7 separate regions of the Mus musculus genome follow, and all the other regions are linked to region 1. Evidence: chromatin contacts called from public Hi-C, HiChIP or PLAC-seq and promoter capture Hi-C data. All regions are on one chromosome and are shown on one strand. Each heading gives the region's core, a stretch centred on a gene start, on an enhancer-like site or on the middle of the called end of the contact. The rest is flanking DNA. Distances are from core to core; before and after follow the strand shown. Region 1 holds the start of Sec24b (Sec24 related gene family, member B (S. cerevisiae)). Region 2 holds the start of Pitx2 (paired-like homeodomain transcription factor 2). Region 3 holds the start of Enpep (glutamyl aminopeptidase). Region 4 holds the start of Rpl34 (ribosomal protein L34). Region 5 holds the start of Ostc (oligosaccharyltransferase complex subunit (non-catalytic)). Region 6 overlaps Col25a1 (collagen, type XXV, alpha 1). Region 7 holds the start of Elovl6 (ELOVL family member 6, elongation of long chain fatty acids (yeast)).

Region 1 (3,551 bases), core at 342-2,841:
AAGTGTGATACAAATGACACCGTTCACCTTCAAAAGCTCTTGATACTAAACAACAACTATAAGAAGCATGAAATATTGATAAGTAAGACCAACCTAGGGATCTTAAGACTAAACCATCATTTTTTTTTAATTGTGAATAAAAAATTCCACCTGATTCTTGGGGTGTTTCGTGTTTGAAAAGCATTACTGATTTTCCAAACTTTGGCTGTAAATTTGATTAGCACGCTGTGTAAACTAGGCCAATGATTTGATGAGTATTGAGTAGTTTTGTTTTTTGACACAGGGCAGAGGGATTTTCTTCGCTTTACTTTGGGAGGGTCTCATTAGACACACTCAACTCTCTAAGGAGGGCCCCTCCCCTACTTAGGAACATTCCAGATATCCAGAGCAGGGGCCAGGCACGCTAGGGTAAGATCATTTCTCAGCAATAACTCCTGCATGCTCGGAGCCTATAACCTCTGTATGAAAGCCACAGTCGTGTTTCCCTACGCAGGCCTTGCATCAAAACAGGGCCAAGCAACTCTGGCACGTTTTCCTAGACTTGAAAGTGAAGCTGGAGATGGGGGACTCTAAAGGTGTTCGCTTAGTTGACACCTGCTACCCCGGGAACACTACACTACTACAAGCGAACTCCAAAGGCTTGAGCAGCAACCGCAGCGGCAAACCACAACAGATCCGAGGCCGAAGTGGGTCGGGGTTACAGTTACACTTCTGCAGCACATTTACATCCTTCTGCCTACAAACTTGAGTGCAAACTAAGTTCCCTTCCAGGCGGCGTGCTCGCTGGGCCTTAAAAAAAAAAAAATCAAAGCTACGTTCCTGGGGCCCGGAAGGATGCGATCCACCAGGTACCAAGGTTGCTCCCAGCCCTCCATAGACCAAGCACTCTGCGGCCCCGGCGTCCTGTGAGCTCTCGGGGCCCAAAGGGTCGCCCGGGGCAACCGGCCGGCGCCCAGGTCGGAGCAGACGGTCGTGCGGGCCGCCGACCCCTCCACTCCGGCCTCGGTCCGCGCGGGAGGGCAGGCCTGGATGGCAGGCGGCCGGCGGCCCCGCCCTGCCGGCCCTTCGGTCGCTCCCCTCGCCGCATCGCGGCCTCCAGGCTCCACCGCGGCCTCGGGGCCCCACCGCGGCCTCCCCGGTCCGGCCCTGCCCTGCCCGCCCCCAGCCACCGCGCAGGCCGCCCGCCCGCCCGCCCGCTCTCCCTCCCTTCCGCCTGCCTAGGCCCCACGCCGCGCCCCGGCCTCCCGCCTCACCGTTCTGCTGCGGCGGTGCCAGGCCGGAGACAGCTCCGCCGAGCTTGGGCGGCATCCGGGCGCCGGCGGCCGGGTGAGGGGACCCGGCGGGGGCCGACATGACGGCGCGGCTGGCGGCGGCGGCTCCTCCGCGGCGGGAGATGGGCGGAGGGAAGGAAGGCGGGGCCGCGGAGGAAGAGGAAGAGGAAGGAACGCGCCCGCGTCACAGGCCGAGTCACTCTCACCGACGACCGCGGCCCGGGCACCCACGCTCGGCCGCGCCACCACCGCACGCGTGCGGACCCCGGCCCAGCCCTCCCGCGCCAGCGCCCCCTGCAGGCCGGAGCTGCGACCACCTCCCCGCACAGGCCAGACTGCGGCTGCGGCGCCGCCGCCGAAGGGAAAGGCGCGGGCCACGGTGGCCGCCGCTACCCGGATGGAGCCTGCGCCCTGCAGTGCTGCAGAGCGGTGCAAAGCTGCGGGCTGAGGTCCCGAGTCCTGGGTCACGCCAGTCCCAGCCCACCCACGTACCCATCCTCGGAAGAGGAAGCCTGGCTTTGGATTTGTTATTTATTCTTGTACAACGCCACCCCCCCCCACTCCAACTTAATTCCAAATTAACAGCGCAATCAAGCTAAATGTTGATTGAAAATGTGTAATTCCCAAGCAGAGAGAAAACATTTCTCTATGACAGATTCCCCATAACAGTGGCAGTAAAGCCAGAACTTTGACCAGTGGCTTTAAACGCTAGGAGAAAGATGAATGCCTAATACTAGGAGAGCTTGAAGACGAACTTTATATTCCCCCCACCCACCAAGGGTTGGCTCCGCCCGCCCGTTGGTGTTTAGGAGAGCTGTGGCATCCAGAAGACAGGTCAGCTTGCTTTGACTACCTTAGTGAAGTCTTAGAAGCAATCTCCCTGGTCCGTTCAGCATGCTGACTGGCAAGTAAAGACTACTTTATCCAAGTCATTTGGGCATCTTGGTCCCAACTAGGTCACGGTCACACAGTGGTGGGTGTGCAACTGCTCAAAAACGTTCGGATTCAGAATGTGATCTAGTAAGATGGCATTTCCGGAGCGCTGGAATCCTATTTACTGGAAGGTTATGCCAACCTCAAAGGTTCGTAGTTCTAGAACACAAAGCCTTCCTTAAATAGTTGCCGTGAGTTAATGACGGATGCCCTATCGAACCGCACTAAAAATAAACTTTGGAGTTCTGAGATTTCCAGCCACATTATGCTCTGTATTCATGTGTATTGTGGCTTTGTTCGCAGCAGCTCAGCCTCCCTGAGCTAGAGATCACACCCCCACTTCATCAAGGAGGTCACAGTTCAAGCCCTTGCCAGGAGTCCTTTGAATTTACTAAAATTAAGGGTGACACCATGTGAGTAAGGGAAGAATAGGCGATTGGCTTTCTGCCTCTGCAATGTGTTCTTGATGTTAGCTGATTTCAATCAGGTGTATGGATATGTTATTTCTTCAGGGAAGATTCCTCACACAGACTGAGATATTACACTTCCATAGATCTCCATAATGTAATGGCTCCAAAATTATTTACTTCCGTTGGTCGGTTGTGTTGGGCCTAAAGGAAACTTCCGTACCCCAAATTCCAAATGGCAATCCAAACATCAGCCTGGACTATAGGAGGGTTTCTGGCAGTTAGATAAAAGGCAGCCTTCCTAACAAACCTGGGAAACTGTTCCCCACTGTGATGGTTTGAGTAGGTATGGCCCCGAAGACTCAAGTGTTTGAGTGCTTAGCCCATCGAGATTGGCACTATCAGGAGATGTGGCCTTGATGGAAGAATTATCTCACTGTGTTTTGAGGTTTTGAGGTCTCATATGCTGAAGCTACACAAGTATGGTGCAGTCTCCTGCTGCTGCCTGCAGATCAAGATGTAGAATCTCCGCTCCTCCAGCACCATAATCTGCTTGCAGGCTGCTATCCTTCCCACCCTGATGATAATGGACTAAACCTCAGAAACTGGAAGCCAGCCCCAAATTAAATATTTCTCTTTATAAGAGTTGCTGTGGTCATGGTGTCTCTTCACAGAAATGAAACCCTAAGACACCCTCCATCAAAAGGAGTTGTTTCTCATACCTCTAGCAGGAGCGACTATATATATATAACTACCTGTGGTGTCCATTAGCATATCAAAATCCATGCTGCCCTCCATCGTTCCTCTGTACCACGAATACCTGTTATACATCTCAAAGTCCATCCTAGCCCGTCTCACCTCATCCCCACCCTAAATTCCTTTCAGCTCACAGGCTCCTCTCCCCTCAGCTACTCAGTCTCCTTAGAGCCCTGCTATTTTT
Region 2 (3,551 bases), core at 429-2,928, 860 kb before region 1:
CAAGGAGAAATGCAGTTTAATGGCGGGTCTGGTTGGGTTTTGTTCCCAGGCAAGGTTTAATATTGGTGAGAAAAACGCCAAACCATGAGGTACAGCTATTTTCTGATATTTTCCTAAAACATATCTTGAAGGGATGCACTTGAGATTGAAAGAACTTTGTCCCATATGTCTGGCAGAAGCCTTCACTCCTGGTCTTCCAGGCGAATCATATTTATAGCCCTTCCACGCAAAGGCAAGACCCTGCCAAAATATCCTGTTCGTTTCCAAAGTACAGACGCATTAGGAAATCAGAAAATATGAAATTAGAAGTAGGACCCACTTGTAGACTAGGAAAGGCCCCTTTCAGCCTTACATACTCTGGACTTTCAAGAACATTCGCTCATATGGGGGGGAACTTCCTTCTCCTTCCCCACCCCCATCCCGGTGCAATTTAATACCACTCTCAGTCAGGAACCTTAACCTCGTCATTTTAAAAAATGAGATATCCGCGACCCGGGGTGAACTTGTTGAGTGTAGGTACAGCAGAGGAAATTCTAGACTCTGAGAGTCCCAGACTTGAGCAAGAGATCCCATGCCGACACACTGGCCGGTGTGTGGCCCTGTCTACCTGCGCTCTTCCACTCTGATCCACCCGTCTTGACCTCAGACACCACCGTGACCTAGCCCTTGCCTTACTGTAGTTCAGGCCTCCCTCCGGTCATCGTCTGGTAATATCTCCCTCCTCCTCCTCCTCCTCCTCCTCCTCCTCCTCCTCCTCCTCCTCCTCCTCCTCCTCCTCCTCCTCCTCCCCCTCCCTCTCTCCCTCCCTCCCTCTCTCCCTCCCTCTCTCCCTTCCTTACCCCTTTTTCTTTCTTTCTTTCTCTCTCCTTCCCTCCCTTCTTTCATCCCCCCCACACACACCTATCGGCTGTGGCTCTCCCACCTTCTGCCGCTAGCTCACCCTATTTTTCTAACTTCTCCCAGTCATCATCTTCTCTTTGCCACCCCATCCATCCACCCACCTTCAGTGCTGCCCTCTGTGGATCCCTCAATTCCCTCCCACTGCCCCTGTAGACAATCAGTACAGTAACCAGCTTTCCTCTACTCCGCGGGCCTGAAAGGAGGTCACGCGCGCGCACACTCACATCCACACTTCGAAAGCCTCACCCGGATCAAACCAAGCCACACTGCCCTTTGTTTCATTTCATGGGCCACTTTGCTAGTCCCTTCCTCGTAAGCCACCCAGACTTTGCTCCGCGCGAATAGGTTTCTGTCTCCCCAGGCTCTGGCCCTCCCACTCAGATTTAGAAGGGGTTTGACGCACAACCGTTTTTTCTCCGTCCATTCCATCCTTGTCCCTTTCCTACCATCCCCACCATCCTGCTCCCCAGCTTGAGTGCTAGCTCCTGCCACTGGTCAGCTCCTGTCGGTCGGTAGTTGCCTCCGGCCCCTGATCCTCCGCTCCTCCCTCCTGGGTTCTGTCCGGGACCGCAGTCTCCTGGGCCCCTGGGCCTCACTTCTCAGCCCTAGTGGTCCCCTGTCCCCTCGATCGCCCCTGCACGCTCCCCCACCCCCGCAGTGGCCCAAGGCTGTGCTCGCCCCTTGATCGCCCAGCGTACAGCAGGCTCGGCCGCCCGCCCGCGCGCCACTGTGCACTGGAGTTTGGTGGAATCTCTGCTGACGTCACGACACTCCGCACACGGAGTCGGAGCGGAGGGAAGAGAGAGGGATGAGAGCGAGGGAGGGGAGAGAGAGTGCGAGACCGAGAGAGAAAGCCGGAGAGCAGCAGACAGAAACTGCCGGCGCCCGCTAGCTTTAGCAGCCCCCCGCGTGGACCCTCTCGGAACTTGGCACCCTCAAGATCCCCGCAGTTCCACCCAGACCCGCTCCACGGCGCTGGCTGTGCAGCCCGAGCCTCGGCCGCCTGGCAGTCACCCTGGGAAGCGGTGGGACGGGGAGACAGCCGTTCTCTCTCCGGTAGCCGGTAAGTGGAGGCCCTCTCTCCCACAGAGCTGTGAGATAATGCGAGTCTGGAAATTTGTTCCACTCTGGAGAACCTCCGCCGTGTATGATTTGTGGCTCGCCGGGCTTGTTTCTCCAGATTCAGCGCAGTTGGCAAACAGATCTTACAGAGCCCCTGTTCCGTTCGCCCTCAATCGCAGACACTAGAACAGTCCTACCCGGCGTTGAAGTCGACTGGAAGCCAGGCATGGCTGGCAGTTAAAACGAGGCATCTTCCCTGAAATTTCGATGCCAACAGGGTAGGGAGAAATCCTCCAGCTGAGGATTAGCCCAGTCAAGATAAAGGGCCAGCTACAAAGTTTCAGCTACTGGAATAGATTAGCCCCTTCCCATCATTACCCATTGGAAAAAAAAGGAGATTCCATCTTAACCGGCGGTTAGTGACCTCTCAGGCCCAAGCGAATTACCTGAGAGCCAGGCCTAGATGCCAACCCGCACAATTACTTCGGATTATAAATCCTTTAAATTGATCATCAGTCAACTCCAATCTTGTACTGAGGGAGATGCATTTTAAACGGATGCGGAGAGGCCACTATTTTGCAACTGGTAACTAAGTAAAAACATGCGATTCCAAACCAGCGAAATACAGTCCTTTTATTCCAATTAAATCACCTTCCCTAAACAATTTAGAAATCAAACTATCCTAGGAGGCTGGGATATTTTTGTTTTTATTCTATTTTGTAGGACTACCGTATTTTTTTGAGGTAAATTAAAATGGGGAGAGAGTCTTTTACTATTATGAATTACAATAATATGCATTCATACATTCTAAACGATTTAACGAACAAGTAATTTGATTTTTAAGAGATCTCTGCATCCTTTTCAGACCATTAGTTACAATTAAAGATATTTTATTCTCATGCAGTATCATTTAGAGGAGACTCCACCTAAAACCAATAATTTCACAGAAACAAAGATTGTTACTGAAGTGAATTGAGGACTTGTTGTTGTTGTTGTTGTTGTTGTTGTTGTTGTTGTTTGGGGGGCGTTGAAAATGAGCACAGTATTCCAATAATCAAAGTTTAGTTTCAAAACAAAGTAGCTACTTCACTTATGGAATGTTTTGCTTTGCCTCAGCAAAACTACGCCTAAGTTACTGCCCTGCTTTGTCCTGTAAGCTGAGCACTGTAGCTCCAAAGCTCCAGAAGCACACATTCCACAGAGCTTTAAAGAAAGCTTGCTCATGGTGAAGCACGGGGCTGTGCTAAAGTGGTATCTTAATTTCCTTAAATGATTACCCACTGCAAATTAATTTGCTGGCTAATCACACCAATTTAGTTCATTTAAAACATATGGCCTCATGCTTTTTATTTTTCAGCTTTCCATGAATGGTTCTGCTGTGGGATAAGAAAGGAAATGAAAAGGGTGAAATGGGAAAGAATTTTTGTTTTTTTGTTTTTTGTTTTTTGTGTTTTCTTGGACTGATTAGAACTCGTAGCTTCTTCTACAATTCCATCCTTGTACTGCTTGGGCAGAAATCATTTTTGAAACAAACTGCTCTGTTTCTTAGGGCTTGCCTATCTGCCTGGCCGGAGTGGCACTGTGCATGC
Region 3 (3,551 bases), core at 485-2,984, 730 kb before region 1:
TCTGATCACAGAAGAAGAGAAAACACAGCCAGGCTTTTCTTCTTAGATGAACACCTAAGGACCCGTCATATCTTTTGTAATTTTCGTTACGATTCTTCTCCAGTAAACTGCACGAAATAACAATTGACACTTAATGTAATTGTCATTGCAAATGAAATTGTCATCCCTTGTGAAATCACTGTGATATAGCCCCAAAACACCAGTAGTGAAATTTATCAAATACTTATATTCATAAACCTCTGAGGCACTTTGTGTGGATGTGTAGAGTCAGATGCAGTTGCGATTTATCCCGGTGTCATTAATAAATTCTCTACAACTGGCATTGTATTTACAATTATTCACTATTACTGAATTCTCTACAACTGGCATTGTATTTACAACTTCGAGTTGGTGATACATTTTCAAATTACAAGAAGGCAAAACATCTTACTTCTCAGATGAACAAGCAGAATTGAAAGCAAGGGCAGATAGGGATCAGACCCACAAAACACAAGAGATGGGAAGCAAAGAGAAAAGGCAAAAATAAACACTGCAGAAACTGGGTTCAGAGGAAGCACCACACAGCACTGTATTGCACCGCACACAGAACAACACAGCACAGCACCACACTGCATCACACCTCGTCCCACCACACACAGCATAACACAGCACCACACTGCACATAGTAGCACATACAGCTCAGCACCGCACCGCACCGCACACAGAACAAAACAACACAACACAACACAACACAACACAACACAACACAGCACAGCACCACACTGTATCACACCTCGTCCCACCACACACAGCATAACACAGCTCTGCACTACACACAGTAACACACACAGCACCACACAGCACATACCTGATTTGCCCGTCCTCCATGTAGGTGGTTTTGTAAAAACCCACAAGGGAACCGTTCAGCCAGCCTTTAAACTCCATGGTCAGCCGATAGACACTGTCCCCACTGGTGGCCGCAAGGTCTTCTGCAGCCTGGATCACCACGTACTCCTGCTTCTTATACTCGAAGCACCGTCGAATTGGTACCTGCTCCCCAGAGGGCCTCCTTAGCTCCGGCAGCTTGGTGATCTTGGTCTCCCTGATGTGGAGCCATAGGTCACGAGTGGGTTTGCTCAAGTTGACAGAGATGGTCACTATTCCCGTGTACCTGTCTTCCTCCATCAGGGCCTTCACCTCCAGGTCGTAGTGAACTGGATTGATGAAGTCAGGCAGCCTGAAGTTTTTCCATTCTCCGCTTTCATCTTCACTGTCAGGGCAGACATTCTGGTCCTGAGGAGGGAGGGCAGTGCTGGCTTCCGGAGGAGGTTGGGAAGGAGCTGGGGTTGTGTCCTGCTCACACGACCTGGTCAAACCCACAGAAAGTCCCACTATTAATCCAACTGCCACCACTACTCCACAGATGATGGCCACGTGTTTGCCTTTAATGCAGTATTTCTTGGAGGGCTCTTCCTCTGCAAAGTTCATTTTCTCCCCCGAAGTCAGATGTTACACATGAAAGGATGTTAAATTTAACTAACTTTCCTTGTCAGCTGACTTCCCTTTTCAATTGGAAGGCGTCCGATCCCTGGCAGCTTGGCTTCGCTTTCCCACACCTCTCCCTCTTCCCGGTCCTGCTCGTCCCCACCGGCCACTCCAGGATGAATGCGGAGACCAAGGAGTAGGATGGAGACGCAGAAGAGAAGCTGACTTGAAGGAGGAGGACTGATGAGAATGTTGGCTCAGCGCTATATAAACAGCGTCTCCCCAGGCCTGCCCCTTCTGAACTGGAGCGAGTTAAATATAAAACAGGGCTTGAGCTTATCGGCCAATACAGCAAAGGGGTGGGGGTTGGGAGAGGTGGAGATGTTGCCAAACCTCTGTCAGCTTCAGAGAAATCACTTGGCAAAGAGGTGTGCTTACGATAGAAAACGCAACCTTTGCCATCAGATCTAGGGCTTCTTCTTGCTGTGTGAGCAGCCGGGCTCTCTCAGCCAAAGGGCTTCTTAAATTTCACTATTTTATTAGGTTGCTTGCCAAAGAAGCTAAGCGTGATTTTTTTGTTGTTTTTTTTTTTTTTTTCTCCTCCTCTTTTCCTTCAAATTATGTAAACATTCCATTTCTGCCCTCTGCGGAAATCATATCTTAGAGTTCGATACTTGGAGGAGTTTCTAAGTTTAAGGATCATTTAGTCAGTCAGTGACAGAGTTACAGGACCAGGTAGTCCAAGGCAGGTAGATGGAAGGCAGAAGGGGAAATGCGAAGCAACTGGCCAGGTCAGGAAAGCCGAAAAAGGGGAAGGAGAGTGAGGGGGGGAGGGGGAACTTTGGAAAGTCTGAGAGTTTGTCCCAAAACGAGAGTATGCTCTGCAAACTTAGGAATAGTATGTCAGCTTTGGAGCAGATAGCAGCTGTAATGGCTGGCCCTACCAGAGAGCCATTAGCAATGATGTCATTGGTAGGGAGTGAAGGTATGCATAGAGGATTACAACTTCTTATGAGTAGCCAAGTTGCAAACACTAGCCATTGCTGACAATGGCAATGCAAACGTAATGTAGCTATGGAGGTTTTGAGAATTATATATAGTATTTTCTATAAGGTACTTTATAGAAACTAGCATACAAATTTTTTCCCACAATCCCATGCAATTGATTCTATTTGGCTGCCTGTTATAGAGATGGTGAAGGACACGCAGCTGGCAGTAGCAGAATTGGTGTCTGAGTTGAAGGGCCATGTAGTTACTGCACTGCACAGATTTTCTTATATAAAGAGAAGGAATATTCAAGATTAAATGATTATTAAAGGCTTAGCATTTTCCAAAGAGCAATTCCCATGGTCTAGGTAAGATAACATTAAAATCTCTGTCTGGGGAGATGGCTTAGTAAGTTTGTGCCTTGCAGCAGGCACGAAGGCCTGAGTTTGGTTACTAGTACCCACATTAAAAAAAAAAAAACAAACAAACGAACAAACAAACAAGCCCAAGTATAATGGTATAAAACTCGGAATGCCAGTGTTGGAGAGGTGTAGGCAACGGGATCATTGAAGCTCACCAACTCCTCAGCCTAGCCCACTTGGCGAGTTAAGAGCAAAGCCAAGATGGTTGTCTGTCTGAGGAATGGCAGCCAAGTTTGTCCATCCTCTGCCTCCACACACATGTAAATGCACACACATACACATACATACCACACACTCACACACACACAATTAGAATCTTCTCTATTGACCTCTTTTTCTTTCTTTCCAAAGTCTTCAAATCCTGACACTGTGAGCTTCCAAGAGAGAACACACACTACAGAATAACTTCCCAGTTTAGTTCATCTGTCAGTTCACTCCCCACACCTGTCTTAATCTTCTGGGTATTTTTTTTTTTTTTGGTGAGTTCTCTATTCGAATTTACTTTTATGTATATGAGTGCTTTGCCTGCATGCATGTCTGTGCACCATGTGTGTGCATGATGCCCAAAGAACCAGAAGCTGGTGTCAGATCCCCTGAGACTTGAGTTACAGACAGTTGGTAACCGCCATGTAGGTGCCAGAAAATGAAGGGTCCTCTGGAAAAGCAGCCAGTGCTCCT
Region 4 (3,551 bases), core at 295-2,794, 670 kb after region 1:
GTAGAACAAAGACCGTGATTACCTTAAGATGCTCAAGGAGAAAGACATTTATTTCCTAGTAACTGGGAACTGGGTTACAAAGGGAAGTCTGCTTTTACTGGGAAGCCATTTTGGTCATTTCTCACATTGGCTACTTCGGACTAGAGATATCAAGTCCGCCTACTGAGGGATTAAAACTCTATCAAAAGGACACTCACCCCTCGAAGTCTGCCTGGGCACACGCCACATGCAGATTTAGGTGCTTTCCCAACCTTCTTGGTGTAGAGGTAAACAATCCTGTTGCCAGGGGTTCGAGACCTAGGAAGGGAGATTGTAAGTAGCTCAGCATACTAGAGAAAGCGATTTGAAAGTTATTTCAAACTTGCAGATACTTACAGCCTAGTTTTGTTAGAGGCTGTGTTGTAGGAAAGCCTACGGCGGTATGTCAAACGCTGGACCATCCTGAGTGCCTACAATTTAGAGAGAACACAATCACCTTTCACCATAATAAAGGCCAAAGCGTCACCACATAAAATATCTTACATTCATATACACACTCATTCACACCGTGCTCTTACAAAGGCCCGGTTCTAAAGAATCCCACATTTAAACTAGAGATGAAGAGCTCCTGGGCTCTAAGACAGTATTCCCCCCTAATTTATACAGCTACCAGTAGGATGAAGACACCGAACTACCCCAGTGGCGGCAGCTGGTAAGGCGTCATGACAATCTAGGTCTTGTCCCAAAACAGCGTCCTGGAGAAGTCTTGTTTACTACTAGGGCCGGGTTTCGTGCTGTTTCAAATCCAACTTCGTTCGTTCCTTAGCAGACCAGCTACTAAAGGACTCTCCAGCCCGCAGCAGCGATGCTGCATTTTGGACTCCAGACCGTCAACGTGCCAGACAAACATTCTACCCGAGAGCTTCACACACAGGCGACTTCGTTTAAATCTCAAGCCCTGGGACGAATGGCTGGAGTTGATTAATAAGCGCTACAGGTGACCTGTCTTCCACACCTTCCCAACACCCACTTTACGTAAAAGGAGCCCAAACGCCAAGCGCGACCCGGACCAGTGCTAAGGACCCTGAGCCGCCACTGCTTGATTCGTATCTTCCTAACCAAGCCAGCCGCCGCCGCCGCGTCCCGCTCGCTGACTAGCCACCATGGCAGACAGCACCAGGGGAGCAGCCGGAGGCCGCGCTCCGCTCGCTCTGCGCTTCACGACCACGACTCGGTCTCTCGCTCGCCGTAGCCGACGGCCAGGGTGCGCGCAGCTCCGGCCACTCACCGCTTCGGAAGCCGGGTTTGATCTCGGGCTTCCCGAGTCTACGAGCCGAGGCCTCGGCCGGTACGCACCTCTCCTCGTCCCTCACCACCGACCCCAGCGACAGTCCCGACCCCAAGGGCGTCCCGCCCGCCTGACGCCTCGGATGGCTACGGATCGTAAACGGTAAAAAAACACAGAGCAGAAGAAGGCCACCATACCTCTGAGCACCGTCCCCGGAAGAGGAAAAGGAAGGGGCGGGTGAGTTCAGGGGTCAAGTGTGACGGCGCCGGACAGGAAGTACGTCAGGGAAGGCGGCGCGTCAGCGAGCGCGCCGCCATGTTGTACGGAAGCGGACGCGGGGAACCTGTGTGGATGGCGCCGCGTTGAGCGGCGGATGTGTAGTGCGGCTTCCGTAGGCGGGTGCGTTTTCTAGCCCCGGTAGGAACGTCACGTGAGAAGTTAGGTGTAGGGTCCCTGGTGGGAGCAAAAGCGAGTGACAGAGGAGGCGTCCCCACTTCCATAAGAGAAAACAAGGGCCACGATGCCTTTATCCTAGGGTAATTAGACCTGGTTTAAAATCTTTATGGCGTCCTGTACATAAGGTAGCCCGGGCCCTTCTGCTTCCCGGCCTCTTCTGTTTTTCAGCCAGAGCACACACTTTACAGACTTTTAACCAAGCATTTGCTAATTACTAGCTATCTCACTTTGGGCAAGTCCGCAAGTCTCTAAAAGGAAGATATTAAATACCCCTGTGGCGCTCTGATCAAAAGATCTCCCAAAGTTAAAGCACTTAACCTGCAAGTCTTACAGAGAGCAAGAACGCTATAAAGGGTGGTTAATTTATGATTGTGTGCAAACGACTATTTGAGACTTTGCCTGGATGGTAAAGTTTTGTCTGCAAGATGAAGAGGAGGACCAGAGGGAGTCAGCGACCTCCAAATGTCTATGTGAACGTTTACACTATGGGTCCTTGTTTTTCATCATGTTGTCAAAAGTAATGAACACCTTCCTTGGACTTGAAAGAAGAGCCCATTATCACTGCCATCTTTGTCAAGAAACTAGGTAAACCGCTCTGACTATATCCTTTCCTCGGGTCTCTCTCAAATAGCTGTCCGTATGCATGCGCCTGCGGTCTCTGTTCTTCCCACTGTGGAATCTCTCCAGTCTCTGTTTTAGGCGTTGGATAAAGGCTGGTGTAGAGAGACAAACCTAGTTTTGAATAAATGAATGAATACATTTCCTTATTCATTTTTAAATGAAGACATGCCAAGGCAAGATCATCAAATTAAGCCGGGCAGTGGTGGCGCACGCCTTTAATCCCAGCACTTGGGAGGCAGAGGCAGGCAGATTTCTGAGTTCAAGGCCAGCCAGCCTGGTCTACAGAGTGAGTTCCAGGACATCCAGGGCTACACAGAGAAACCCTGTCTCGAAAAAGCAAAAAAAAAAAAAAAAAAAAAAAAAAAAAAGCAAAAAAAAAAGAAAAAAAAAGTCATCAAATTAATGACCTAAATGTTTTCACCCAGTCCATTCATGTTTTCATTGCATAACATGTAATGCCCTGATATAATCAGCTACCCGCTAACAACCACATGGTTAATAAAGTGTTCCACTCCATGGAGCGCTACAGATTCTGACGAATAATGGTGTAAAAGGAAAAAGAGTCGACACTGAAAACCTTCCAATCTCTCCATCTTGATGCAGATAAACATAGCCACACTTAGAAATCACATTAAAAGCTGTATCTGCAGCTCATTTCAAATAAGAGATGCAGTTAGGAATGTTCCCTCTCCCCTTCCCTTAGTTAAATCCACATCAACCCGGTTATTAATTTAAAAAAATAGTGTGGGCAAAAACGGATAGCCCACGATTTTATCTTACACAGAGATTGCTGTGAGTTCGAGGCTAGCTTGATCTATATACATCTGCTCAGTGAAATTCTATGTAGCAATAAGAATAAAAAATAATTGGGCAGTGGTGGCACACATCTTTTGTCAGATCTCTGTGAGTTTGAAACCAGCCTGGTCTTCAGAGCATGTCCCAGTACAGTCAGGGCTACACACAGAAAACTGTCTCAAAAAACAAAACAAAACAAAAATTATTTTTGAAAATTTTAAAAAAGACTATGGATGAATGGTATAAAAATTAGGTAAGAGACAGCATATATGTAAAAGAACATGAGAAGAGCGACCTTGAACGGTCAGAGGTCAGCACTGTGTTATCTTTGGAGAAAGAGGGAGGAAGAGAAGGCAGAGGACCTATCTGGAGTGATGATCATAATGTCTTGACTTCTGGGTTAAGTTTGTGA
Region 5 (3,551 bases), core at 709-3,208, 650 kb after region 1:
TGTAAAGTAAGCTTACTAGTTACTTTTACTAGTAAAAGTTTGACCTTATACCTATTACATATGCCTATTTACCCAAGGTTGTGCAAAAATCTGTCAGGAAAAATGGGGACACATAGGAGGAAAAATGCCAGAAGTGCTGGTCTAAGTGAACAAAACACCTCACTAGTCTCCTGGTCCACGTTGGTCCACACTTTTTTTTTTTTTCTTTTCTAGTATGACCCTTCTAACCATTCAAACTCAGACTAACAGATCATTTCTCCAGGAAACATACTGGAATTAAATCAATGCTTCTAAACTCTACTGTGTAGCAGAAAGCAATTGTGCGGTAGTTAGCATGTCTCCACTACCTTCTATGGAGGGCAGAGTCATTATATTTTCTTTGCTGTTATCCCAGCACTGAGTTAACAGAAAGTCAGTGTCGCCTGTCCTTCCCAGCAACATTGCTTAGGTACAGGTACACTCAGTTTTTAGAAAGCTGTCCATTAGAATTTTCAGCTCTCCCAGCACCACGTCTGCCTGCACACGACTGCCATGCTTCTCGCCATGCTGAGAAGAAGCCATTCCAGAAGCCAAACGGTAAATGTACAAAATGCGCCCTTCCATTTTGACCCAGTGGTTGGGGCAGCGAAATTCCCCCCAAACCCCATTCTAAAACCACCAAAACTGTGGCCCAATAGAAAGCTGAGGCTTCTCACAAAAACTGTCTCCAAAGGAAGCAAAAGTCAAGAAACAAGCTGGCAAGAATGAACACTAAGTTCTTAAAGCCCAAGGCATTAGGTGTCATATTCACGATTCACTGTGCTGAGCAAAAGTGAATGTTAACGCCACACACACCAGGTAATGTCTTTTTTTTTTTTTTTCTTAAACAACAACAACAATGTTTAAAGTGGCCTTTAGCATTTCCGTTAATGTGCACTCCGTAGAATGCCAACTCTACAGTTAAATACTGTCTTCTACCTCTTCAAATATGCCAAGTAGCCTCAGAAAGCAGTTAAGCAATAGCAATATGTCTACACACACCCTAAAAAAAGTTGAACCACTTTTGCTAACCAAAAATCTTTTTAATTTTCTGAATTAAGTAGTACACTACTTCCTAAATTCCTGAAGCCCAGTCCTGGATACATCCTGGAACTGTCGCTCCAAAGGGTGCTCTAGAGCCTGCAGACGGACTGCCAACTCACCAATAGGCAAAGCCACACCCCTCTGCATTTTCCACTTAAGGGATTTGGTGACAGATATCTAAAAAGCACTGCTTCCCTTCTATTTTCTGAGTCCCATTTTCTGCCCTCTGAGATACACCATCTTTTTGCAAGCCTCAATTCCAATCTCACGTATTTCTCAAAAAAACCGTGGCTTCGGTAAGTTCCCTTCTCATTCCTGTGATTTGACATAAAGCAATCCAAGCCCCTGGGGTCTGAACTAACAAACTCAAAGGTTATCAGATCTCTTCCACGATTTCAGGGTCCTCACGATTAGTTTAATAAAAGTCCCACACTCTCTCGACCAACCAAGGAAACACAGTGATTCAAAAATGATGTTCCCAAGACCCTGGTCAAACAATGCACAGCAAGAAATAACAACTAGCTGGACTTGACAATTATATCCAACTCAGCGCTCGAAGGAAAAAGCGGGCAGAGAGGAGACCATCTCTTTCCAGTGAAAGGCGTGAGCCTACGGGGCCCGGCTCGGGGGCCACGCGCCTCCGGAGCGAGCAGCCTGCGCGCCCACCCGACCCATCACGGCCGAGTTACCTCCGGTAATGAGGAAGTAAGATACCACTACCAGGGCGTACACCGTCATAGCCGACGGCATGTGCACCCAGGGCGGTTTCTTCAGCTTCAGGTTGGGGCATTCGAGCACTAAGAATGGGACTCGGTACAGAGTCTCCATGTCCCCGGCGGTAGGGCCAGCCCTCTGGCCTCCAGCCTCCCGCACCGCCCGGAAACACGCCCGCCTACTGCGCATGCGTAAGCCGAGGACCACAGGTCTGTAGAAGTCAGAAGGAGACAAGATATTCACTGTAGAAAGAAAGAAATTGCACTAACCTGATAAATAATATACATATTTAAAAATAAATAATAATGGTCGTTTTTAGGCTTGAGTGTGGGTTAGAAGCTTTTTTCTTACTGAGAGATCATTGTTTATTATATACCTTCCAGGACCTGCAAGGCGTCCTACGTGGCCAAGCCACAGAAGCGGAGAGATTAGCATCCCCACTGCCCCGCCCACTTGCTGACGCCACCTACTTGAGAGCTGATTGGCTGCTGGAAACTCTTAAGTTCATAGAGCTGGAGGATGAATGAAAGTTTAGATGTGTGCTCCCTTTTAGTATTGGAGGTCTCCCCTCGGGGCTTTAAAAAGCTCTAATTCGCTGAGCTTTTTCTTCATGCTGTATAGCGACGCTAATTGGCAGTAATTGCCAAAGTAGTATGGGCTTTATAAAAAATAATAATAATAAATGAATAAAACCCACACAGTCCATGTCAACCACAAACTGTGACAGAACAAATATTACTTTAAACCATTTTCAGTCACGCCTGAGTTAGTAAAAATCACCCAGGCCAAAAATCTTGAAGTCATTCTGGTTTCTCACCTTAATTACCTGCTTAGTAGGGCGCCGGCTTCAGCACCATAAATACTAAAATTGGAACGGAAAATCCTGCCACCTGGCTACTTCAGGTGTCTTCCTGCCAAGGTATCAAATGTAAATAAGAAAGGACTTTACTAGCTAGAGACAGTAATCCTGATCAATCAAGGAAATAACGGGCTATTATAAAACAGCAAGGAGGGGGGAAATGTTTTTGGAATACAGAAGCTCCGCTGCAGTGCCTCTTATCGTTCCCGTATCCTATGATAAAAAGCTTAAGCAACATAACAAGCCAATGGGGGTAGAAATGTTAGTGGCTTGGACCATTCAGATTTTAAAATTTGAGCCACAGCAGGAGTTAAGGAACTAAAATCATCTACTGTTAGTTTTACTATAAGCAACAGAAATATGAAGTGTGAACTGGCGATGAATATATTTTTTTTCAAAAACATACAATATGGATATCATGTCAAGCTGTGTCATACCATGCTTGTATTTCATTAACTCACAAAGCTGGAGTACCGCCGGGCAGTGGTGGCACACACCTTTAATCCCAGCACTTGGGAGGCAGAGGCAGACAGATTTCTGAGTTTGAGGACAGCCTGGTCTACAGAGTGAGTTCCAGGACAGCTGAGGCTATACAGAGAAACCCTGTCTCAAAAAACCATTAAAAAAATAAATAAATAAAAAGCTGGAGTAACATTGCCCAGATCCTTCTCACTGCATAATTATTTTGGTTTTCTTTTTTTTCTCTCTCTCTCTTTTTTAAAAAGGTGCCAGGATCAAAATTAGTGCTACAAATATGCTAGGCTGAGTTAAAACTCTGAAACGTTTTTAATTAGAAGAAACATCATTAGTTTTAAGAGACAGTATTTTTTTTAAACTACGGTCATTATTTCTAAAACTTTAAAATACTAAATTGAAAATGGGTAGATTAAATAAATATCTGGTGAAGCATCAATAT
Region 6 (3,551 bases), core at 618-3,117, 530 kb after region 1:
CCTTCCTCCCTTTCTCTTTAACCCAATAGTAAATCAAGTAAGTGTTTACATTGGATGAAGCAAAAAAGCAACAAAACCTCGATAATGAAAATCTTAAAGTAGCTGAATATCCGTCCACCCCATGATTCCAGGGTAAACCAGTCCTCCTTAGATTCATGTGTGCCCTGATATACTTAACAACACAATGATTTTAAAAGTCTAGTAGATTCTCTTGAACAGTGAAACTCATTCCTGTTATGATGCAAGACCAAAAGAGATGTGTCAAAGAAAAGCAACGAAGCCCCTGCATGTGTTTTAGGAATTAGGAGTTTCTCAGCCTCCCGTTGGTAAGAGCCCATACCATGGTCATCTCAAGCTCCGCCTTCCACATCATCACATACCGTGAGCACCTGTGCATTCCTCTCCCACGATAAACCTTAAAATCGTCACACTGCCACCCCAAGGTGGGTGCTGTTATTTCCCTATTTCAAAAACGAGGAAAAGTATGCTATAAGAAGTTCTTTTCCACATTATAAATCCTGACTACAAATTGTAATGCAGTTTGAGACAGGTTCTATGTGAGACCATTGAACACAGCAAATTGTTTTTAAAAGATCTGCTTAATTGTTATATATTTACCTAGTGGGTTGTATGGGTCTAAAATGTTACACAAGGAAAAAAATTTATCATGCAGTACTCAGTTTTATTATCTTTAAAGAAGTTGGAAATTATACCAGTATTGGCTCAGTGTAGAGTTCTTACTGAGCATGTGCAAAGCCCTGAGTTCATTCTCCCAGCATAGCAAAGAAAAAAGAATGAAGAGTCTAGGGGAGAGGAGAAATTTTCATTACTGTAGCTTATAAAACCATAAGCTACTCACATATCCTCCCTCAGAAAAATGCTAGTCACTCACACAAAAATATTTCCACAATTATTCCAAGTTTTATATTTAGGAAAATTAGATTCTAAAGGTTAAACACTTTGTATATATCTCTTTCATCAGTATAAGAAATGAAAACTGACAATAATTATCACATTTCAACTGCTCATACACACGATGACACATAACTTTGAAGAATATAGATTATCACTTCATTTTACAACATGCTGTTGATTGATAATGTTGACATGTTCTTCTCTGTGATAGCATTAACATATCATTCTTCATAATGGCTCTTTTCCATAAAGCTTGCTGTTCGCTGAAATATCAACCCCAAATCATTGCCTATCACAGTAATTCCAGTAGTTAGTCTGAAGTCCATTTGCCAATCAAGCAATGAATGCCACTTAACCAACACACCTGGTCTTGGTTAGTCCTACTCAAAGATGGCTCCGCTGCCTTCAGGAAGGGCAAAGCACAGGTAAAAAGTTTCTATCAGTTCATGTCATGACACTGAAGCTGCTCGCTGAAGTGGGTGCTGATTCTTCATGAGTGAGCACTTGCTTCCAAAGGCATCGTCCATTTCCTGTCTCACCTGCTCCTCCTTCCCTCTCCCTGTCACAGCTTTGCCTTCACCCATGCTCTAGTGAACCACACCAAATTTCTATCCCCTGTATCCAAGAAGCCCAAGTGGTTTTGATTCCAAGCCTTCTGCCCCCATGTTCTTGGCACACAGGAGATGACCAAGGCGGAGCTTTCGGCCCATGCTGTCAGAGTGAATGTATTAATTTGAATGAGTGTCTCATACTTCAATGCGGTGTGCGCATTGTTCTGTCTATTTTCCTTTGAATATTCATGTTGCTTGCTTCAGACTGTTCGGTTTTATTGCAACTGCCATCCAGATTGCAGGATGAATGCTCTCATCTACGTATGTATCTATGTACTGTCTTCTGCATTCTGCACAGCACCAACTGCCTGTCTATACGTTTGCAGATGTCTCCGTTAATGTGAACCAGCTGGGGTGCATTCCTTCCCTCCTCTCCTTTCGCCTCCTTTCCTAAATTCCTCCATCCCTAGGACCCATGCCGACATCCTACAAACCTTGACCTTGATTCCCAAATACTAATTTCCATGGCTACATTCCCACTACGTAATTATCCTGCCTACCTCATTTTAATGAGCCCAGACTGCTTTTCCTATCTGCAGCGTTGTGGGCTGGAAACTCATTTACCATTGTGAACAACAAAGATTGAAGAAGACCGCCTAGGTTTATCCAACTGTTTCTCCAGTTGGCATTGCTGCCGTGTACTAGCACCTGAAATCTGTGTTTAACTCAATCAGTCAAGTGTTCACTTTTATTTTTGCCAGAGAGGAAAAGTTAAACACAATAGAGGCACGTTTTAATACTGGAATGTTTTTACTGGGAGCTGCAGAATAGAGTACGACTGGACAGCCTTGGGAGAGAGCAAAGCTGTAGCCTCTCCCTCTGAGTCTGTACAGCCATTATGTGTTAAAGAATACGGAGGGTAAAGGCAAGTTAAAATTACTCACAATTGGGTAGAGCATCCATTACCCTAAGCCCAGCTCCACCTGATACCAACTGGCTTCAGTGTAACTTGTCCGCCATCTTTGCCTGGTCCACAGAACAAATCCCTAATTCACTGTTGACTCAGATATTTTGACAGTCAGCACTGGTCTGCCTTTCTGATGCATCAGCCCTTTTGGTATCCTCCTTTCTTTTTGTTGAATGTCATAAATAAATAATCAATCAATCAGCCAACCAACCAATCTATCCTGTTTCCAGAATCCATTGTCAGCATGGCAGCTTAAGTTATTTTTTTTATAGCATCGTGTCATATGTACATCAGTAAACAATGGTAAATGCCTCCAGACTATTTCTAGCTAAGCCATACTTTGGATAATTTTTATTCTACACCCCCTCAAAATAAAACCTGTCTTTTATTTAAACCCTTGTATCCACAGGGGGAAAAGGGAAAGAAAGGCAAAAGGGGGCCTAAAGGGGAGAAAGGAGAACAGGGCGCTCCTGGATTAGATGCACCCTGCCCGTTGGTATGTCTAACTGATGCAACCGTCTCCAGATGTCTTGTGATGGGATGAGGATAAGATGGGAGAGGAGCAGGCCAGAGGGGTCAGTAACAGCAGGTCCTGGGAGGGCCACTTAACACAGACTTTCCGACGGTGTTCAGAAGTACGAGGCTACACTGGTGTCCTTGACATCTTGTTGCCAGCCACTCAACACTACTCGTTTCTAAATTTACAAGCAGTGCTGGCTGTCAGGAACCTGACTGTAGGGTGTGAAGAAGAGCCAACAGCATCCCATATCCCTCCAAACAGGAGGCCAATGGTTTCCTGTCAAAGGCTTTGTCATGATAATGTGAAACTTCTCTGCGTGTTACTACCCCTTCTAGGCTGTTCCTCTCCTGGCTTTGTCTTCTAGTTGTCTCTTTAGCAGATTTTTGCTTTCAATGAATTCTTGGATTAGTAACGTTATGAGTTAATTTTTACAAACAGGGATTCCGTGGCGTTAAGGGGGAAAAGGGGGAGCCAGGCCAGCCTGGCCTGGATGGGCTGGATGCTCCTTGCCAATTGGTACAGTATTTCTCTTTCCTACCATCATCCTGCATGCCATTCCTCTGTCTACTTTGTACTCGTCTGTATCAGTGTAAAGTGC
Region 7 (3,551 bases), core at 667-3,166, 530 kb before region 1:
CCTCTGCCTCCCGAGTGCTGGGATTAAAGGCGCGCAGCACCACCACCTGGCTCACAGAGCCATTTCTAGCCAGCGTAAGATATAAAAGATACCTGGTCTCCAAAAATGAAAATACACAGGAGGAGTTCCCCGTCTCAGCCTCAGAGGTTCTGGGACTCTGAACTCAGGTCCTCATGCCAAGCCATTTTCACAATGTGGTGGCAATACCTCTTTCATTCCAGCACAAGGGAGGCAGGGGCAAGGAGAGCTATGAGTTGGAGGCCACACTGATTGATCTATTGCTCTACTGTGCAATTTCCAGGATGGCCAGGGATACACAGAGAATCAAAAAACAAAAACAAATAAAAAACCCAAACAAAAACAAAAACAAATGACATTAAAAACCCAGGGTGTCATTCTATCTCCTTGGCTGACCTGGATCTTGTTACTAGACCAGGCTAATCTCAAACTCACAAAAATCCACATGCTTCTGACTCCAGAGTGTATTAGGATTAAGGACATACCCACCCCCCAATTAAGGACATACCCCACCCTTTTAAGACTTGGGGGGCAGGGGAAGCAAGGATGTCACTGTGAAATTCAGACTCACCTCAAATTTCTGGCAATTTTACTAGCACCAGTCTTCCCGCCTCAGCCTCCAGTGTCTTCCTGAGATGATCTGACTGCATGAAATGCCCTCGCCTCATTTTAGTTGGCTGGTAGGTGAGGAAATGAACATCTTAGAGGGTATTTTCTCTCTGGTCCTAATGTACATCTTTAAACTAATAGGTTCTTAGCTGGGCTGTGGTGGCCCGAACCTTAGTCCCAGAACTTGTGAGTGAGGCAGAGGCAGGCAGATCTCTGAGTCTGAGACCAGCCTGGTTTACAGAGCCAGTTCCAGGGCAACAAGGGCTACACAGAAAAATCATGTCTCGAAAAGCCAAAAGCACCTAAAAAACCCAAACCAAACAAACAAAAAAACCCAATCTTGAAAATCACAAACATTTAAAAAACAAACAAACAAACTAATAAGTGTTGATCAGTATCTTTTGTTGGATCTAAATATTATATTATTAGGTACCTTATTGTCTCTTACTTCCTTCTTCCTTTTAGGACTAGAAAATACCATCCTCCAGAAAAATAAGGAGTATTTGGGAATGGTTGCTGTGAGCTGGTAGCCCAGGGGGAGGATTAGCATTACATAAATCCCTCTCCTACATTAATCTTTTCTTCCTAATTTCACAAGAATAAGGCAGAACTAAAGTAAAGCAGATAGATAAAGTTTTGGTATTTAGATCAGTAGGCCTAATTCTGTATGCCAAATTCCCTTCCTTTGTTCATTAATATCCCCTCCTGGTAGCCAAACCCTCTACCTAACTTCTGCCTCCTAGTCAACCTTGACTTCCCAGGTCCTCATCCTCAGCATCCTGTCTGCACGTGGTCTTAGTTCCGAAGGCTACCTGGCCCTAAGGTCAAGGTAAATCCGCGCCCAAGCTGCCCGGTGGAGGTGGTCTCAGAGGGTGCTGCGGGATCGAGGTAGTGAGGAGACTAGATCGCAAGACGTGATCCTCACATTTATTTGCCTGGAGTTCTCATGCCAGAGAACCTGGCAGATTTTACTATTTCCCAATTGTTTACTCGCCAAGCTTTCAGGTCCACGCGCCTCAGGGCTGCGCCTCTCACTCTGAAACTTCATTCAAAGGCCAGGCAGGGAGGCCCAAGAGGTGGCGAATGGGCTTGAGTATGACCTCAAGGCCACTTCCTCCCTCTTGGCGCCCTTCCCTCCCCTCCCCCAGTCCACCAACCACCTTCTTGTAAACAAAACTATCCCCCAGGGCGATGGGAGGTCTTGCTCTTCTGCGCCCTCTCGCGCAAAGGGTTAATTTTCCCGATCGCACGAGGGGGAGGAGATTTCCCTGTAGACGAGTAAAAAGCGTGATGGACAAACGTGCGGGCACTAAGACCGCAAGGCATTCATTTCCTCCTACGGTGGATGCGGACGCTGGGAGGAGAGCCCCTGAGCTAGGAGCTGGGAGCAGAGGCGCAGGCAATGCTCAACCCTGGATGTAGCTGAGAGGCTGGGAGAGAGATCGGCCAGGAGACTGACGGCGGGGCAATACCTAGGGGGGTGGGAGGGGGAAGCAGACAGGAGAGCACTCAAAATAAAAGGCTCTTTACAGATTTTTTTATTTTGTATAGAGAACACGTAGCGACTCCGAAGATCAGCCCCAATGAACATGTCAGTGTTGACTTTACAAGAATATGAATTCGAAAAGCAGTTCAACGAGAACGAAGCCATCCAATGGATGCAGGAAAACTGGTAGGTGATGCTTTCGCGAGATACTATTCCCGGGAGTGCATTAATGTCGGTATTCCTGGTCTGAGCGTGAGCGGAGCGACGGATGGATTGCCGGCAGTAGCCAGCAGATCGCGGAGTTCCAGGGTCTCATGTCTGCAGGAGACTCTGAAGCTGCATGGAAGCGTGCGGTTTGGGGGGTGCTCTGTGTGAGCCGCGGCCACGCGGGCATCTTTGTGTAGATTATATAACATAGAACATATAATATGTGTACCTGTAATAATATACGGGAGACAGAGGCATGTTACAATCCAGCTATCCCACCTGTGTTGTCTCCCTGCTTTCGCTTAGATTTGGGGGTTCTGCTTGGCCTCCCGCAACTGGAGCGTGCAAGGCAGTGGAGGGAGGACCCGGTCTCCGCTCCCTTTAACCCTCTTCAGCCCGCCTCTCTCTGGTCCTTTCCCTCTCCCCATCCCTCGTGTCCTTCCTTTCTCCTTGTAGTTCTTCCACTTTACTGCCCTCCCTTGACTGCCGCCTCCAGCCGTAGATGCCCAGGGTCCAGGACCCCTTCCCCACTCAGATTACTTTCCGGTTTCATAAAGACATCGGGGAGGAGGGGACAATGAAAACTGCAATAAAAATGAATGAACCCGAGCAAGTGGAGCCACGCCATTATTAAGTTTCTGTGTAAAGGAAACGCCTTTTGGACACGCTTCTCCGCGTGGAGCAGCAGTTTAAGTACTGGAAGGCTCCTGCCAGGGCAGTCTCGGAGGTCTTTCCCCAGAACTTCGAATCCGGGAAAACATCTTGTTTACTGAGTTCCTCCGGTCAGTCTTCTGAAAAATCCCCGTGTGGGAGGCGATCCGGTGTCACCTTGCAGTATTTTAAGAAGGGAGCTCCCTCCTTCCCGTAGACCGTGCTGTGGTTGGAGATGTTTCCCTCCGGTTTAGTGCGAGCCCCCTCGATCTCCCCACCCCCACCCCACCCCCTCTGCGCCGCGGCCGGCCCTCGGGGGGCTTCCGGGCTCCGGGAGGTTCCGCTGCCGCGTGCGAGGGCGCTCGCGACCTGCCTTCCCTCCCTCCATTCATCAATGGGAAACCGGAGACGCCGGCGCTCCCGGGCTGGAGCGGGTGGTGGCAGCCGCCGGGGGTTCGCCTTCTCCAGCCCGATCCCGGGCTTGCTGCTCCCGCCCCTTCTCGCCCGCGGGGAGCGCGCCCACCCTTGGCCTTCAGCTTGCGAGCTGGGCCCTTGGGCGGTTTACGGCGGCGGCCGGGCG

Evidence for each region. Promoter capture Hi-C pulls out the DNA fragments that hold promoters and counts their contacts. A called contact is a pair of places that touch in the nucleus more often than the background predicts. HiChIP or PLAC-seq counts read pairs in DNA pulled down with a chosen protein or histone mark. Capture Hi-C pulls out chosen DNA fragments and counts their contacts.
Region 2: an H3K27ac HiChIP or PLAC-seq map of embryonic stem cells shows a contact between it and region 1, with 4 times the contacts expected there. The contact joins the promoter of Pitx2 here to the promoter of Sec24b in region 1. A contact is called at or near these places in 1 of 39 promoter capture datasets (pre-B cells), 1 of 484 Hi-C or Micro-C datasets (embryonic stem cells) and 1 of 115 datasets of contacts at active chromatin or transcription factors (embryonic stem cells).
Region 3: an H3K4me3 HiChIP or PLAC-seq map of the 230-238 cell line shows a contact between it and region 1, with 10 read pairs. The contact joins the promoter of Enpep here to the promoter of Sec24b in region 1. A contact is called at or near these places in 1 of 39 promoter capture datasets (cranial neural crest), 2 of 115 datasets of contacts at active chromatin or transcription factors (the 230-238 cell line and embryonic stem cells) and 2 of 9 other capture datasets (embryonic stem cells and liver).
Region 4: a contact with region 1 is called in a promoter capture Hi-C map of embryonic stem cells, with 5 times the contacts expected there. The contact joins the promoter of Rpl34 here to the promoter of Sec24b in region 1. A contact is called at or near these places in 11 of 39 promoter capture datasets (the 3T3-L1 cell line, the C10 cell line, the HPC-7 cell line and 8 more), 2 of 484 Hi-C or Micro-C datasets (B cells and bone marrow-derived macrophages), 8 of 115 datasets of contacts at active chromatin or transcription factors (bone marrow-derived macrophages, craniofacial prominence, effector CD8 T cells and 5 more) and 4 of 9 other capture datasets (adipose tissue, liver, macrophages and 1 more).
Region 5: a promoter capture Hi-C map of adipose tissue shows a contact between it and region 1, with 5 times the contacts expected there. The contact joins the promoter of Ostc here to the promoter of Sec24b in region 1. A contact is called at or near these places in 21 of 39 promoter capture datasets (the 3T3-L1 cell line, 3T3-L1-derived adipocytes, the C10 cell line and 14 more), 2 of 15 datasets of contacts at CTCF or cohesin (the NIH/3T3 cell line and stem cell-derived epiblast-like cells), 5 of 484 Hi-C or Micro-C datasets (B cells, the G1E-ER4 cell line, bone marrow-derived macrophages and 1 more), 38 of 115 datasets of contacts at active chromatin or transcription factors (the 230-238 cell line, the NIH/3T3 cell line, the SCID.adh cell line and 27 more) and 4 of 9 other capture datasets (adipose tissue, embryonic stem cells, liver and 1 more).
Region 6: a contact with region 1 is called in a promoter capture Hi-C map of cranial neural crest. The contact joins the enhancer-like site here to the promoter of Sec24b in region 1. A contact is called at or near these places in 10 of 39 promoter capture datasets (cranial neural crest, embryonic stem cells, epiblast stem cells and 6 more) and 8 of 115 datasets of contacts at active chromatin or transcription factors (acute myeloid leukemia, astrocytes, cardiomyocytes and 4 more).
Region 7: a Hi-C map of nephron progenitors shows a contact between it and region 1, with 3 times the contacts expected there. The contact joins the promoter of Elovl6 here to the promoter of Sec24b in region 1. A contact is called at or near these places in 3 of 39 promoter capture datasets (the 3T3-L1 cell line and hippocampal neurons), 9 of 484 Hi-C or Micro-C datasets (CD4 T cells, CD8 T cells, the N1E-115 cell line and 5 more), 8 of 115 datasets of contacts at active chromatin or transcription factors (the NIH/3T3 cell line, the SCID.adh cell line, T-cell acute lymphoblastic leukemia and 5 more) and 1 of 9 other capture datasets (adipose tissue).

The regions. Positions count from the first base shown.
Region 1 is chr3:130,059,316-130,062,866 of GRCm38.p6, forward strand. Sec24b (Sec24 related gene family, member B (S. cerevisiae)) reads right to left here and starts at 1,592. Exons shown (of 24, transcript NM_207209.3): 1 at 1,254-1,592. The coding sequence starts at 1,353.
Region 2 is chr3:129,198,200-129,201,750 of GRCm38.p6, forward strand. It overlaps Pitx2 (paired-like homeodomain transcription factor 2), which reads left to right and starts at 1,679. Exons shown (of 5, transcript NM_011098.4): 1 at 1,679-1,963. Gm40149 (a long non-coding RNA gene) reads right to left here and starts at 710. Exons shown (of 4, transcript XR_867634.2): 1 at 1-710.
Region 3 is chr3:129,331,015-129,334,565 of GRCm38.p6, forward strand. Enpep (glutamyl aminopeptidase) reads right to left here and starts at 1,735. Exons shown (of 20, transcript NM_007934.3): 1 at 848-1,735. The coding sequence starts at 1,467.
Region 4 is chr3:130,728,854-130,732,404 of GRCm38.p6, forward strand. Rpl34 (ribosomal protein L34) reads right to left here and starts at 1,545. Exons shown (of 5, transcript NM_001005859.3): 1 at 1,465-1,545; 2 at 376-449; 3 at 198-297. The coding sequence starts at 440.
Region 5 is chr3:130,707,486-130,711,036 of GRCm38.p6, forward strand. Ostc (oligosaccharyltransferase complex subunit (non-catalytic)) reads right to left here and starts at 1,959. Exons shown (of 4, transcript NM_025509.3): 1 at 1,752-1,959. The coding sequence starts at 1,890.
Region 6 is chr3:130,586,569-130,590,119 of GRCm38.p6, forward strand. It overlaps Col25a1 (collagen, type XXV, alpha 1), which reads left to right. Exons shown (of 38, transcript NM_029838.4): 36 at 3,392-3,469. Among named protein-coding and RNA genes, the nearest start is that of Etnppl, 29 kb to the right of the region's middle. Within about 2 kb of position 1,868, at least 7 of the 459 cell types and tissues checked have an H3K27ac peak or open chromatin away from gene starts, as enhancers often do.
Region 7 is chr3:129,530,470-129,534,020 of GRCm38.p6, forward strand. Elovl6 (ELOVL family member 6, elongation of long chain fatty acids (yeast)) reads left to right here and starts at 1,917. Exons shown (of 5, transcript NM_130450.2): 1 at 1,917-2,026; 2 at 2,179-2,299. The coding sequence starts at 2,211. It overlaps Gm35986 (predicted gene, 35986), which reads right to left and starts at 1,919. Exons shown (of 3, transcript NR_153368.1): 1 at 1,788-1,919; 2 at 590-695.